2 separate regions of the Macaca mulatta genome follow, and region 2 is linked to region 1. The links are chromatin contacts, called in public Hi-C maps. All regions are on one chromosome and are shown on one strand. Each heading gives the region's core, a stretch centred on a gene start, on an enhancer-like site or on the middle of the called end of the contact. The rest is flanking DNA. Distances are from core to core; before and after follow the strand shown. Region 1 overlaps UTP14A (UTP14A small subunit processome component). Region 2 overlaps BCORL1 (BCL6 corepressor like 1).

Region 1 (6,486 bases), core at 1,337-3,836:
ACAGTGTCACTTGTAATCCCAGCTACTTGGTAGGCAGAGGTTGCAGTGAGCAGAGATCACCCCACTGCACTCCAGCCTGGGCAACAGAGTGAGACTCTGTCTCAAAAAAGAAAACAAAAACAAAGACAGAAGTAGTGTCAGGTTGGTTTTTTTAGACCCTGAATTGTTGAATAAACAGGGGATCCAGAGCCAACTTAGGCCCCCCTACTCCCAAATGTCATCAAGCAGATTTGACTCCTAAGAGCAGATGGGAGCGATGGGATGCCTTAACCTCTCAGTCTCTTCAGTTGCAGTCATCATGTGGAACCGTGGCCTGTACCAAAATAGTACCTGATGAGAGTTGTCAGAACAGTGTATAACTGCACCCCAGGCCTGCCTCATACCAAATCATTCTCCTTCCTTTCCAGGTACGAGTGCTTCCATATCCATTTACCCACCATTGGCAATTTGAAAGGACCATCCAGACCCCCATAGGATCCACATGGAACACCCAGAGGGCTTTCCAAAAGCTGACTACTCCCAAGGTCGTCACCAAGCCAGGCCATATCATTAACCCCATAAAAGCAGAGGATGTGGGCTACCGGTCTTCCTCAAGGTCGGACCTGTCTGTCATACAGAGGAATCCAAAACGAATCACCACACGTCACAAAAAACAGCTGAAGAAAAGCTCTGTAGATTGAGTTGCTGGAGGAGTGACAGCCAGGAGCCCTGACTTCACTTCCTTTGGTCCACTTTTACTCTGGTACAGGGTGGATTCCAAAACTGGCTCAGTACATTGCATGTAGTTGAGCCACATTTTAAAAATAAAGGCATTTTTTAATCTATTTACCCGGAGTATATGTTGCATTGTCCCCCAGTGGAATCATTTCATTCAAGTCAGACACCTTTGGATTCTCCAGCATTGCATTTCTCGAGTTGCACTTGTCAGGGACTTCCTTTTCTTACCAAGGATTATGTAGTTGGTCCTAAATCGAAGTGGAGAAAATTCACTGTAGTCTGTAATCAAATATATCACATCAGATATGATCCACCATTGATAACTGCCAACTGGAAGAGACAGGGTTAATAATGATAAAATATTGTATATTTTAACCTCTGAACCTAGAAAGAGGATGTACAAACTGCAATTGGATTCTGCCCTAGACTGATCCTAAGACCAGGACGGTGCCAAAGCTGGGTTCTGTCCCCACAAGTCTAGCCACAGCCATTTTTTTCACGTGTGTCAGCTTCCCGGCTTGTACAGGCTGCTGTCTACAATATCTCGCATATAACCTTCTACTTATTTTCTCATAAGAAGACCAGGAGGTTTTACCCTTATTTTGTAGATAAAGGTAGATGTGATTTCAGAAGTAAACCTCTACTGCCTTTCCTTCCTAACTCAGGGCCCACTCCTCACCATTGATTGAAAGTGTAGTTTATTCAAGCATTGCTTTGCTATGTGACAGTTCACATGGGCTTCTCAGCTCTGAGGAACTTGGCCTGCCTTTGGATGGCAAGAAATATATGGAAAGAGCCCCTGCAGCTCAATTTCCTAACAAGGAATTTGGGAAACCTAATTCCAAAATGATACCACTACTGCACCTTGCCTCCTGCCTTGGAGATTCAGTCCCATCCCCAGCATTCTTAGACCACAGTGGGTTCGTTTTTGTGTCACAGGTCCCTCTAAAAATATGCTGAACGTTATGAACTATCTCCAGAAAAATGTGCACACACACACACATTTGTATGGCATTTTACATAAAGTTTCAGGGGTTTTCAAGACATTTGGAATCCCTGGGCCAAAAGTTGTACCACTCCCAAATTTTCTTTTGCAATCCCCCCAACAGATACGGCCTTCTCTTCTGAGCACACCACTCTCCAAATCAGTTCCAAAATGTTTAGACCTCAATGGTAGCTAGTCCCAGTATCTTCACGGGAGAAAATTCTCAGAATAGAGCGATGTATCTAGTGTTACACATCAAACTGAAGTGAAAAGCCAAAGGATAAATTTCTATGAATTGCCCAGCGGTCCCCTGTGGCCCCCTACCATTGCTCATCCTCTGGAAAGGGAAGAGAAATGAGTATGTTGAGCAGTGTTCAGTGCCCAAAAGGCATGCTTAAGTTATCCATTGGCTTGAGATTATCCACGATCCACTCGCTGGTTGACACTTAAGTCAGTAGCCAGTGATAGGGGATGCGGGACCCCTGCCCACTCCTGCCTCCGTTTAAGAGACCACAACATTCTCTTGCACTCTTGAGCACAAAGCTGCTACCTCTGTCCCACCCACCCCCCAAATTGAAGCACCCAATCAAGTGTCCCCGGTAAACGGCCAATCCCCGTCTACTTTCCCGGGACCCTCTTCAGCTCCGTTTGCTCCCCACTACCCAGGAGTGATGCAAGCGACCCCATCCTTCAAAGGAGAGGGCAGGTGCCGGAACGTGCCATAAACGACGCCCATTCCCAGCCTTCCAAGCCCCCAAACGGATTCGATTGTTGTTTCGTGGGGCTTTTTTTTCTTTTCTTCCTCCGAACCTCCGAAGTGTTCTCCCTTCCCATTGGCCGAAGCTGCCCCTTGACGCCACCCTGGCCTTGCTCGCTGATTGGTCCATTCTGGATGTGCCCAAGCCTTTTTCCCAGGGTGTGGCGCCCCCCCGCCCCCAACAGGGTTCTGACCCCTGGCTCCTCCCTTCCCCCCAAGCCCCCCTCTCTGTTCCGAATGGTTCCGCCCTGGCTCGGCTCCCCCACGGCCCAGGCCGCTGCCCTTAGGGCCCCCGGACGGGGCGGGGCACACTGGGGACGGGCAGAGGGCGGTGGTGGCGCCTTCCTGCCGAGTCCGAGGCCGCCCCCGCCACCCTTCTCTAACCCTTGTAGGTCCCACTTTCCCCTGGGCAGTTCTCCTGCATCGGTAGCCCCGTCCCGTCTGTGCAGCCCCCACCGTGGTCTTTGGGTCATCCTGAACAGCGGCGTTAAATCCCTGCCCTCAGCGCTGCACACACGCCCATCCGCCTCCACCCTCGGGTCCCCGCACCACCCCCTTTCCCCGTGTCGGCTCCCCCTTCCCCTCCCGAGACCGCGGAAGCTCCGATCCCCTTCCCTCGCGGACTGTCCATCCCCAGGACCCCCGTCCCTGTGTGTGGCCAGTCCCAGCGGCCTCCCCTTCGCGGCCTCCCTTTGCCTTCGTGGCGAGCGTGGTGGAGCACTCCCGCCCCCCTTTTCTCCGTACCCCCGCGCTCCCTTCTTATGTTGTCCCTTCATGTCCCTCTCTAAGTCCCTCCCACACTATGCCCCCCCGCGGTACACACACACCCCTCCCCGCGAGGCGTCCCCCGGCGCCCCTCCCCTACCCCGCTCGTCTATGCCCCTCCCACCCACCCCGTCCTTTTGTCTCCTCTTTGGTCTCTAAGTCCCCCGCCCCTCCCTCGCTCCCGCCCTCACTCCCCCGAGCACGCTCTTATCTTCCCCAGGTCCCGGCGCCCCGCCCCGCGGCCGCGCCCCGCGGCCCCCTCCCTTCCGCGGCCCCGTCTCCGCCCTCCGCGCTCCGCCCTCCCCCCCGCGGCTCCTGCCCGCCAGCCCGGCCGGCCTCCGGTTCCCGGGTCGCTCCTCCTGCGGCCGCCGCCGCTCCCCGACCCACCCTTCCCGGGCCGGCGGCTCGCGTTCCCGCGCGGTCTCCGCACACACGCACCCCCGCCGCCCCGCTCCGCTCGCTCGCTCGCCCAGGCCTTGCAGCGGCCCGGCCCAGCGCAGCGCGCAGCCCGCAGCCCGCCCTCGGGGAGCCTCGGCGCCCCGTGGCCGCGGGCACCTAGCTGACGGGCGGGCAGGCAGCCCGGGAGCGCGAACCCGGGCCGTGCTGGGTCTCCCCCGCCCAGCCCGGCCCTCGGAAGCCTCGCGGGGCGCAGGCGCCCGTCGGAAATGTTTGGGGGACGGGCCGACCGCGGTTCCTCCCGCAGCCCAGGCAGGGCCGGCGCGTCCCAGGGAGTCGCCGCGACCTTACCTCCGGGGATGACTTGACCCGGAGCCTCCTCCCGGCTCCCGCCCCAAACCTGTGCCACCAACGCGCCACGCGCAGCTGAGACTCATGGCTTGCGGGAGGAGGGCGGGGGACTGTCCTGAAAATGCCCGAGCCTTGAGGGACCCTAAGCCAACCGTCAGACCCGGAGAGGCGAGGTCTAGTGACACGTCCCGGCCACCCAGGGAGAGAGGGCGAGCCCATGCCAAGCGCCACGGACCGCTGCCTCTCCACCCCGGGTTCTCCCCACTACGCATTGCAGAGCTCTTTGTATAGAGCCCGCCGGACCCAGAGTGAGGGACGTGGCTCAAGTAGACAGAACACCCAGCCACCCACCCACATGCCAGTAGACACTTTTATTTAAAAGTCTGGTCGCATCGGGCACGGTGGCTCACACCTGTAATCCCAATACTGGGAGGCCGAGGTGGGCGGATCACCTGAGGTCAGGAGTTCGAGACCACCCTGACCAACATGGCGAAACACCATCTCTACTAAAAACACAAAAATTTAGCCGGGCGTGGTGGTGGGCGCCTGTAGTCCCAGCTACTCCGGAGGCAGAGGCATGAGAATCGCTTGAACCCAGGAGGCGGAAGTTCCAGTGAGCCAAAATCACGCCACTGCACTCCAGCCTGGACAACACAGTGAGACTCTGTCTCAAAAAAAAAAAAAAAGAAAGGAATAAAAAGTCTGTTCCATGATGCCCAAGTTGACCGTGTTTTCTCGCCCCAACCTCTTCTCCAAGCCCTCACTTAGTCTTACCTACTTACCCACCAGACTGGAAGCTCTTTGAAGGGGGCCCTGTTTGTCGCAGTGGCTCACTCAATGGATCCCTTGTGATTGGCGGACAAGTGGATGTATTTGTTAACTGCTCGCCTTTGGGATCTGTGTCATTATTGTGTGACTTAAGGTTGTAAACTCGGGAGGGCCAGGACCGGGTGGGGATTACTAGCTCGTGCCAGGCACAGCATGATACCCAAAGGGATGGGCCATCAATGCTTTTTGAGACTGATGTAACTAATTATGCCGGAGGCAGATGCCTACCTCTTGGTCCCCAGAACTGCCAGTTCCAGGGCTAAGTCTGAGCGAGGAAGAAACTAACGAGCCGTCTTAGCTCATCCCCAATGGGAGGCCGACTCGCTGGGAACTAGACATAGCTGCAGTCACCACACGAACACACCGGGTAACGTGACTTTCTAGTGCTGGGAATAGTTTGCAGGGAGCCAGAAACTCGACTTTAACTCCAGTTTGCAACTGGAGCTGGGAGGCAGAAAGTAGCCAGGTTTTTCTCAGTGTGAAGCTAACTGTCCCATATAAGGATCAAACCTGTAGTTCTTCATCCATTTGCCCCAAGATCGACCTGAAGCCCAATCTGTCAGAAGAGGGAGGCTGCAAACAAACTGGACCAGAGGTCAACAGCAATTACCCCAGGGGTTGGGGGGCGAGTAGGCGGGGACGGGGTGGGGGGACAGTGGAAGCACTCCTTCCTCCCATTTACAGGTGCAAGATTCACCCTGTACTTTGCAGCAGCTCATTTGTAACCTGGTCACTTTAGAGTTGGTCCAGCTCCCTGCCCACCTCACACCTCCACCCCCAACCAGACGGGTCCTCTCTGTCCTTCCTCAGCCCTACACTGTCTTCGCCCAAGTCAGCCTGCTCTAAATGGACATGGTCAGTGATCCAAGCAGAAACTGAAACAGTAACAATCGGACAGTGTCAAGAGACTCCGGCAGAGATGCCTCGGAGCGCCCGGCCTCCTCCTCTGCCTTGGCACAGATGTTCTTATTGTCCTGGAAAGAAATACCAAATTCCCTCCCCAAGCATGAAGCGAGGATACTCTGGGACTTAGCCTCCAAGGACAGAGTCGCCAGCCCAGCCCAGTTCCCCTACCCCCTAATCAGACTGAGACGGTCACCATCCCTCTTCCCCATCCTAGCGGAGACATCTCCCCCTCACCAAGGAGATTATGGGGAGTGGGGCTGGAGCTGCATGAGAAGATTGCTAAACTGTTCTACAGGCCTCTTTAGGGACAGTTAGCACATCAAAATACATATTTGGAAAATGCTCACAATTAACACTGGGAGAAAAACAGTAAACACAGTGTCACTTTGCCAGGCTCAACAGTTTTGTTTTGTTTTGTTTAAATGCTAATGGCCTCAAATGGGGAGCAGCATCCATCAGTTAAATAAACAAGCCATTAGACTGAGACTAGAAGTGTCAACACATGACTAATCTACTAATTGGGAGAAGGCATGGTGTAGTGAGGAGCAAGGCAGCAAAGCATGCTGGAGGCTGTGGAGTGGACTTGCTTACGTGCAGAAGCACGTGGGATTGGAGCCAATGAGACCTGAGTTTGAGTCCTGCCTCGATCAGTTGTTAACTGTATGGCCTTCAGTGAGTTACTTCATTTCCTTGAGCCGCTGTTTCACATTCTGTAAAATAGGGACATTAATAGTACCGACACCACAGGGTTGTTATAGGAATGAACTGAGATAATACAAGT
Region 2 (6,486 bases), core at 1,599-4,098, 91 kb after region 1:
GCTGTCTTTGGGTATACTGGAAAACTGCCATTCTGAAAAGATAAAAATCAATAGTTAGCTAGTTAGCTAGGAGAGTTTAGAGAAATCTTAAACGTTTATTGTCACTTAGGGACACACAGAATGTTTGGGAGGAAGGGGCTGGTATGTGTCCCTAACCTGTCCGTTTTGCCACTAATAGTTTCTGGGCACCCTTATCAGGGAGAGAATCCCCAGCATTCCTGAGCATAGGAGTCCAGGTGCATGGTCTTGCCCATCTGACATGACTATGACCTGCCTCTTCTGGTCTATTTTTTTGGTTTTGTTTTGATTTTTTGTTTTGAGACAGAGTCTCGCTTTGTTTCCCAGGCTAGAGGGAGTTCAGTGGCACAATCTCGGCTCACTGCAGCCTCAACCTCCTGAGCTCAAGTGATCCTCCGACCTCAGCCTCCTGAGTAGCTGGGACCACAGGCATGTACTAGCTACTCACAAACATCTGGCTGATGTTTGTAGTTTTTGAAGAGATGGGGTTTCACCATGTTTCCCAGGCTGGTCTTGAACTCCTGGGCTCAAGCTATTTCCCTGCCTCAGCCTTCCAAAGTGTTGGGATCACAGGCGTCAGCAACCGCGTCCGGCCTGATCTGTTCTTAGCCGTTTTTCTCTGTTCACTGGCTCCTTGTTCCCATCTTCCCGCCTCACTCAATCCTCCAAGATTCACTGAGGTTGCCCTCCTCTGTGACCTGCTCCAGCTCAGGTAGAACTTTTTTTTGTTTTGTTTTGTTTTGTTTTGTTTTGTTTGAGATGGAGTCTCACTCTGTTACCCAGGCTGGAGTGCAGTGGCGAAATCTCAGCTCACTGCAAACTCTGCATCCCGGGTTCAAGTGATTCTCCTTCCTCAGCCTCCCGAGTATCTGGGACTACATGTAGGTGAGCACCACCATGCCCGGCGAATTTTTGTATTTTTAGTAGAGGCAGGGTTTCACCATGTTGGTCATGCTGGTCTCAATCTCCTGACCTCAGGTGATCCACCCATCTCGGCCTCCCAAAGTGCTGGGATTACAGGCATGAGCCACCATGCCCAGCAGAACTTTGTTGAGGTGCAGCAACCTCAGAGTCCTAAGGGCAGTGGGGCCTCCTACTTTCCTACTTTCTGGCACACCATCCAGTTGATACTGTGCACTGCCTTTTCTGATATCAGCAAAAGTGACCAAACTCCCAGTTTTTAAAAACCACCTGGAACCATGCATTGTCTACGAGAGACACATGGTCATGTAAGGGGACCAAATAAATGTAACCCAGAGTAACCACAGGGTAAACACAAACTCTTTCTCAGTCTCCCCGCCCTGAGCCTTATAGGTGGGCTTTCTGGTCTTTAGGCTTTGATTGTAACATTGCTGCCTTCTGTCCCCAAACCACACATCACTCCAGGTTCCTTGGAAAAGAAAGCAAAGAGCAGTTTCCGTGACTTTATTCCTGTGGTTCTGAGCACCCGCACGCGCAGTCAGTCTGGTGAGTGAGACTAAGGTGATGGCCCCTCTAGGCATCCTCTATGAAAAGAGAGATCTAAATCTGGTTGAGCAGTTTTACCATGGGCCCAGGTGTCGAGTTGGGAATTTGATTCGCTGTGCCACAATGCCCAGCTCCTTGCAGAGATAAGAGAGCCCTGGGTGGGGGCAGGGGACAAAGAGTCCTCAAATATTGCCCACTTTGAGGACTATTTGTTCAACTTTTCAGAGCAGGGATTTGGCATCTCTTGTTGGGAGCTGATGGTGGAAAGAGGTAAGGCCTGTGCCACTCAGGAAAGCCTGTTCAACTCCAAGCTTTGGCACCTTGTCATTACTGGGGCCAATCTCAGGCACAGACTTTTAACTTTTGACCTTGGTCTTATTGCCCTGTGTGACAGGCATCCTCAAAACTGGAAAAGTCATTGAATCGTCAGGGCTGGCAGAATCACATTTGGCTCCCTGAATTTGTATTGGTCAACCTCCAGGGACTAAAAGAAGCTAGCCCTTTCTAGCCACCACTACCTTCTGCTAGCCTCCACACTGGTATCCAGAGCTGGAGATGGTTGCCCCATTCACCCAATTTCCATGCAAATTGGATAGAATGGGGAAGCAAGGTATAGTGTAAACTCAGTTATCTGACATTCTATTAACTAGCACCTTAGCACATGGCAAGTGAGGTGGTAATTGGGGCTCATAATGATGGCCTGGAGGCCTTGCAAAATCCTGAAGTGTCCTCTGAATTATCAAAGAGCGACTACATTACAGCCAGTTCTATTTTAGTGTTAAACACATTGTACCGTATTTGATTCTTTGGAAATTGGTGATTCCTTTGTGATCTCTATGATGATTCTGTATTAACCAGAATATTAGATTAACCAGAGCACTTTGTTTTGCCTGGCCTATATAACGGAAAGTATGCTGTTATTTGCTGTCTTTTAGCAGTCTGACTAACTTGAAGCTTTGGTCAAGGGCTACTTACTCTATTTGCCTCGAACCATTTCTTTCTTCTGCTGACCTTGCTTGGGTCTGGGGACTGTTGAGTTAATAGCTGGGCCTTGGGAGAAAGATGGTGGTATCTCACAGCTGCTTCCGAGGAGGAAGGTGTCAAATCTCCTGTAGTGTGAAACCAGGCCAATTTAGGATGTACTTTTGTTGTTAGCAGAGTTGAAGGAAAGAGTGGACAGAGAAAATGTCCTCTTGGCAAGGTGGCTGAGGAAGGCAGGAAAGGTATCATCCATCCTGGGGTGGTGGGGGAGGAGGGGGAAGCGCTTGTCCAGCAGTGAGGAACAGCTACAACCCGGTGGAGGGAGGCGCCTGGGAGGAAGCTCCACCCCTGAACTCTTGGCAAGTCAGGAGGAGGTGGGGTCAATTTAAGGGAAGTGGGCGTGCCTGGGTGCATTTGGGCGTGACCCAACCAGACTCTCACAGATCACAGGAAAGGGACTCCTTCTTGCTTTGCTTTTCTTGAGACTTTTCTCTTGTGATGATTCTGCTTGGCCTGGGTGGCTCTGTCCCCAAGATTGGCGGTGCCACAAAAGGAGTATGTCCTCCCTTGCCCTGTCTGAGACCCCAATTGCCCTCTCCTAGCCCCTGATTTCCCAGGGACCTGTGGCCCTCTCCTGCCCTTCACAAAATACTTGGCACCTTATAAGAGCTAAGCAAGCGTTTTGGGTGTGAATTCAGGTAACACTGTAACGTGGATGAGTAAGGGTGTATGTTTTTAATACTTGATGTTGTCTGGTATATTGGACTCTGTAAAGCACATATGCGTGAAAGATCTTATTTGAGCCTCAAAACAGCCCTGTGAGGTCAGTAAGGGGAGAACAGTATCCCCATTTTATAGATGAGGAGACTGCACTGAAGGAACTTTCCCGAAGGGTACAGCTTATTACTGGCAGAGCCTGAACTTGAACCCAGACCTTCAAACTCCTAGTCCAGGGCATTCACTTCGACACCATGCTTTGTCCTTTGAAGAAGTACCTGACCATCCTCTGTACATCCCGTCCACAGGAAGCATCTGTAGCTCCTTTGCTGGCATGGCAGACAGTGACATGGGAAGCCAGGAAGTCTTCCCCACAGAAGAAGAAGAAGAGGTAACCCCCACCCCAGCTAAGCGTCGAAAGGTGAGAAAGACCCAACGGGACACCCAGTATCGCAGCCACCATGCCCAGGACAAGTCTCTGCTGAGCCAGGGTCGAAGGCACCTGTGGCGAGCCCGAGAAATGCCCTGGAGGACAGAGGCTGCCCGGCAAATGTGGGACACCAATGAGGAGGAGGAGGAAGAGGAGGAGGAGGGCCTGCTGAAGAGGAAGAAACGAAGACGGCAGAAGAGCCGAAAATATCAGACTGGGGAGTACCTGACGGAGCAAGAAGATGAGCAGCGGCGGAAAGGGAGAGCAGGTAAGGCTGGCCAGGGCTCTGCTGTCGCCGCAGCCTGTTTGGCTTCTGGGAACCCTCGGGCATCTCTACGCCAGCCAAAGGCTTCGGGACCCAGAGAAACCCGGTGCTATGATCTCCAGCTGCCAGAGGGGGTCACTCAACTCCAGCTCCCAGCCTTTGGCTTTGGGTTGACACTGAATGAGTTCGGATTGGCCTGCAGGTGAGCAGAGGACATGAAGGCCCAAGCCCTCCAGTTTCTTATAGAAGTCTGAACCTGTGGGCAAGGCCACGGTGACATCCTTGGCATGGGACAACTGGATACCAGGGAGTTCTCTGGTTGGCTTGAGGGAGTCGAGTCTTTTGGGAGGACGGGTTCTCTCTCCTAGAATCTTGGGTTCAAGAAGACAGAGGGCATCGGCTGCCTTTCCTGGGATACTTGCAGCCTCTAAGCTAAAAAGAAGTACAGTGGGTTCTTCAAACCAACAGAAGAACTTCAAGTAGAAACGGGCACAGCATTGCTTTATCCGTTAAAGCCACAGTGATTATTCAGAGACTGAGTGAAGCTTTGAGGTGACCCAAAGTGGCATCATTTTTGTTGGACCTGAGTTAAGAAGGCAGGCAGCCCAAAGAGAAAACCAGGCTTTCTCTGATCACATCAAATGCTGTGATATACCATCCTGGAGGCACAGACTGTCACAAGACGCTAGTATCAGTATGTTCCACTGAGTACTGTTCAGGCCCATTCCTATAGTGGATTTCTAAATAAGCAAAAAGCACATCTCTGGGTTTTATAAGAACACCTCTGTCTCTCACTCTCGTTCTCTGACCTCTACCCTGGAAGCAGCAATTGATTGCCTCCTATAATGTATTCATCCTGAGCTGCCAGTAAACATCCGCTGTCTCCTTTTTAGCTAAAACTGAATAACCTCATATTGAGTGGGTAGTAGATTCCAGGTTTGCTATAATGCAAAGACGGCTTAACCTCATTTCCGGCTCTGTTTAAGTGGAGATATATATGATACCCATCTCTACGTTCAAGAGAGTAATTGAGCTAATTTTCATCAACTATGTGACAGAGTGGGAACAATTTTCTCTTTCTTCTGCTAGAGCAATAATAGATTGATCAGGAATAAGTTGTCAAGCTGTTGGCCTCAGCCACTTGTGTTAGGATGAAGAGGAGCTTTTGTGTATCACCTAATCTTCTCTAATGGCACCTGGTTTCCTAGCATGGAAGCTTCCTGTGGAACGTATTGGCACTTGGAACCAGAAGGACCTTCAAGGTTGCCTGGTCCAGTTTGCCACCCAATGCAGAGATAGAGATCTCCACAGCATTCTTGACAGGTAGCCAGCCAGCCTTTTCATGAACACACCTCCAGTAATGCAGAGAACACCACCAATCAAGGCATCCTACTTGATTTGGGGGGAGCTTCAGTTGTTGGAACGTAGGTCATTCTTCCTCCATGGATGTGTCTAAGGGTTTTGCATTGAGGCAGCTGGATTTGGCACGTGGTCTGGTCACTTTCCTCCAGATCTGATGATGGCATCTTCGTGCAGGAATTTGGCAAAGGCCAAAATGAGGCAGGTTACACTTCTGTCTGAGCCTCCTGACTTTCTTTTCATCCTGGTTTTGGTTATGTCCCTTCTTGACCCGCAGAGCAGGTAGGCAGAGCCACTTCCACTCACACACCTGCCACCTCCGCTGTCTGGTCCTTTGTAGGCTACTTATAAAGCCTTCACTTCTCTGTAATTGAATAAACACCCAAGCCTGCCCTGCCCTGGATAAACAAGGTGGGCTGTTTCTTTGCCTGTAGCATTGAACACTGTAATACGACTTCTTCATGTTTCCTGGAGTCCTCACAAGGCATGGTTCTGTTCCTTCCTCTTTTGTCTCAGCCCAAATGTGTTGCATCAAAAGCCCGAGTTTAGAACATTCTGATTGGAAGTGCTATTAGAGACCATGTAGTACTGCATGCAATTCCTGGACAGGCTATGGGGCCCCACTAGTGGGCTGAGGCTAGTTGGGAGAAAGGGGTGGCATGACAGCTGGCCTTCCAGGAACTGTACATAAGCTGCAGCCAACTCCTCATGCTGGAATGATGGCTCCCACATCTGGATCTGCCTTTGGCAATGTCACATGTGAGAGCCCATGTCAGGGTTGGGGGAGGCGAGTTGAGAACTCTTCAATCTCAGTCCCTTCATTTCACTAATTGCTAGGCATGGTGTTCATTTCGTGGGGAGGAAAACACACGGGCATGGGTCCACCTCAAGAGCTTGTGCTTAAATAACAGAATAATGATGCCTTACTTGTTATAACACTTTTTGAAAGGGATTTTGCATGTATTACCTTATTTCATTCTCATACCACTCTTGTGATGTAGATTATATTCTCCCCATTTTACAGATATGGCAACTGAGGCTCAGAGCAATTAGGACTTGAGCCCAGCCAATCACACAATTGACGGCCAAGCCAAGCAGCACTAATCTTGAGAGATGAGGCTAAACACACAATCAGTCGCCCCTACACACAGGGTTAGGACGGACCCTGTGGGATGAAGCTCTTGATAATGGAGTTCCCGGCAGGCCTTTTTGAAATTAGAATGTGCTTTGTTCAGCAAGCTGTGGCTAA

Evidence for each region. Hi-C and Micro-C count contacts between places; a contact is called where the count stands out from the background.
Region 2: a contact with region 1 is called in a Hi-C map of blood, with 5 times the contacts expected there. The contact joins two enhancer-like sites. A contact is called at or near these places in 3 of 14 Hi-C or Micro-C datasets (blood, cortical neurons and liver).

What each region holds. Positions count from the first base shown.
Region 1 is chrX:136,384,820-136,391,305 of T2T-MMU8v2.0, forward strand. UTP14A (UTP14A small subunit processome component) reads left to right here. Exons shown (of 15, transcript XM_015128180.3): 15 at 408-824. The coding sequence ends at 680. Among named protein-coding and RNA genes, the nearest start is that of UTP14A, 27 kb to the left of the region's middle. Within about 2 kb of position 2,587, at least 25 of the 40 cell types and tissues checked have an H3K27ac peak or open chromatin away from gene starts, as enhancers often do. A contact at or near this core is called in blood, where this site is marked.
Region 2 is chrX:136,475,348-136,481,833 of T2T-MMU8v2.0, forward strand. It overlaps BCORL1 (BCL6 corepressor like 1), which reads left to right. Exons shown (of 15, transcript XM_077989583.1): 7 at 1,405-1,485; 8 at 3,492-3,881. Among named protein-coding and RNA genes, the nearest start is that of BCORL1, 45 kb to the left of the region's middle. Within about 2 kb of position 2,849, at least 13 of the 40 cell types and tissues checked have an H3K27ac peak or open chromatin away from gene starts, as enhancers often do. A contact at or near this core is called in blood, where this site is marked.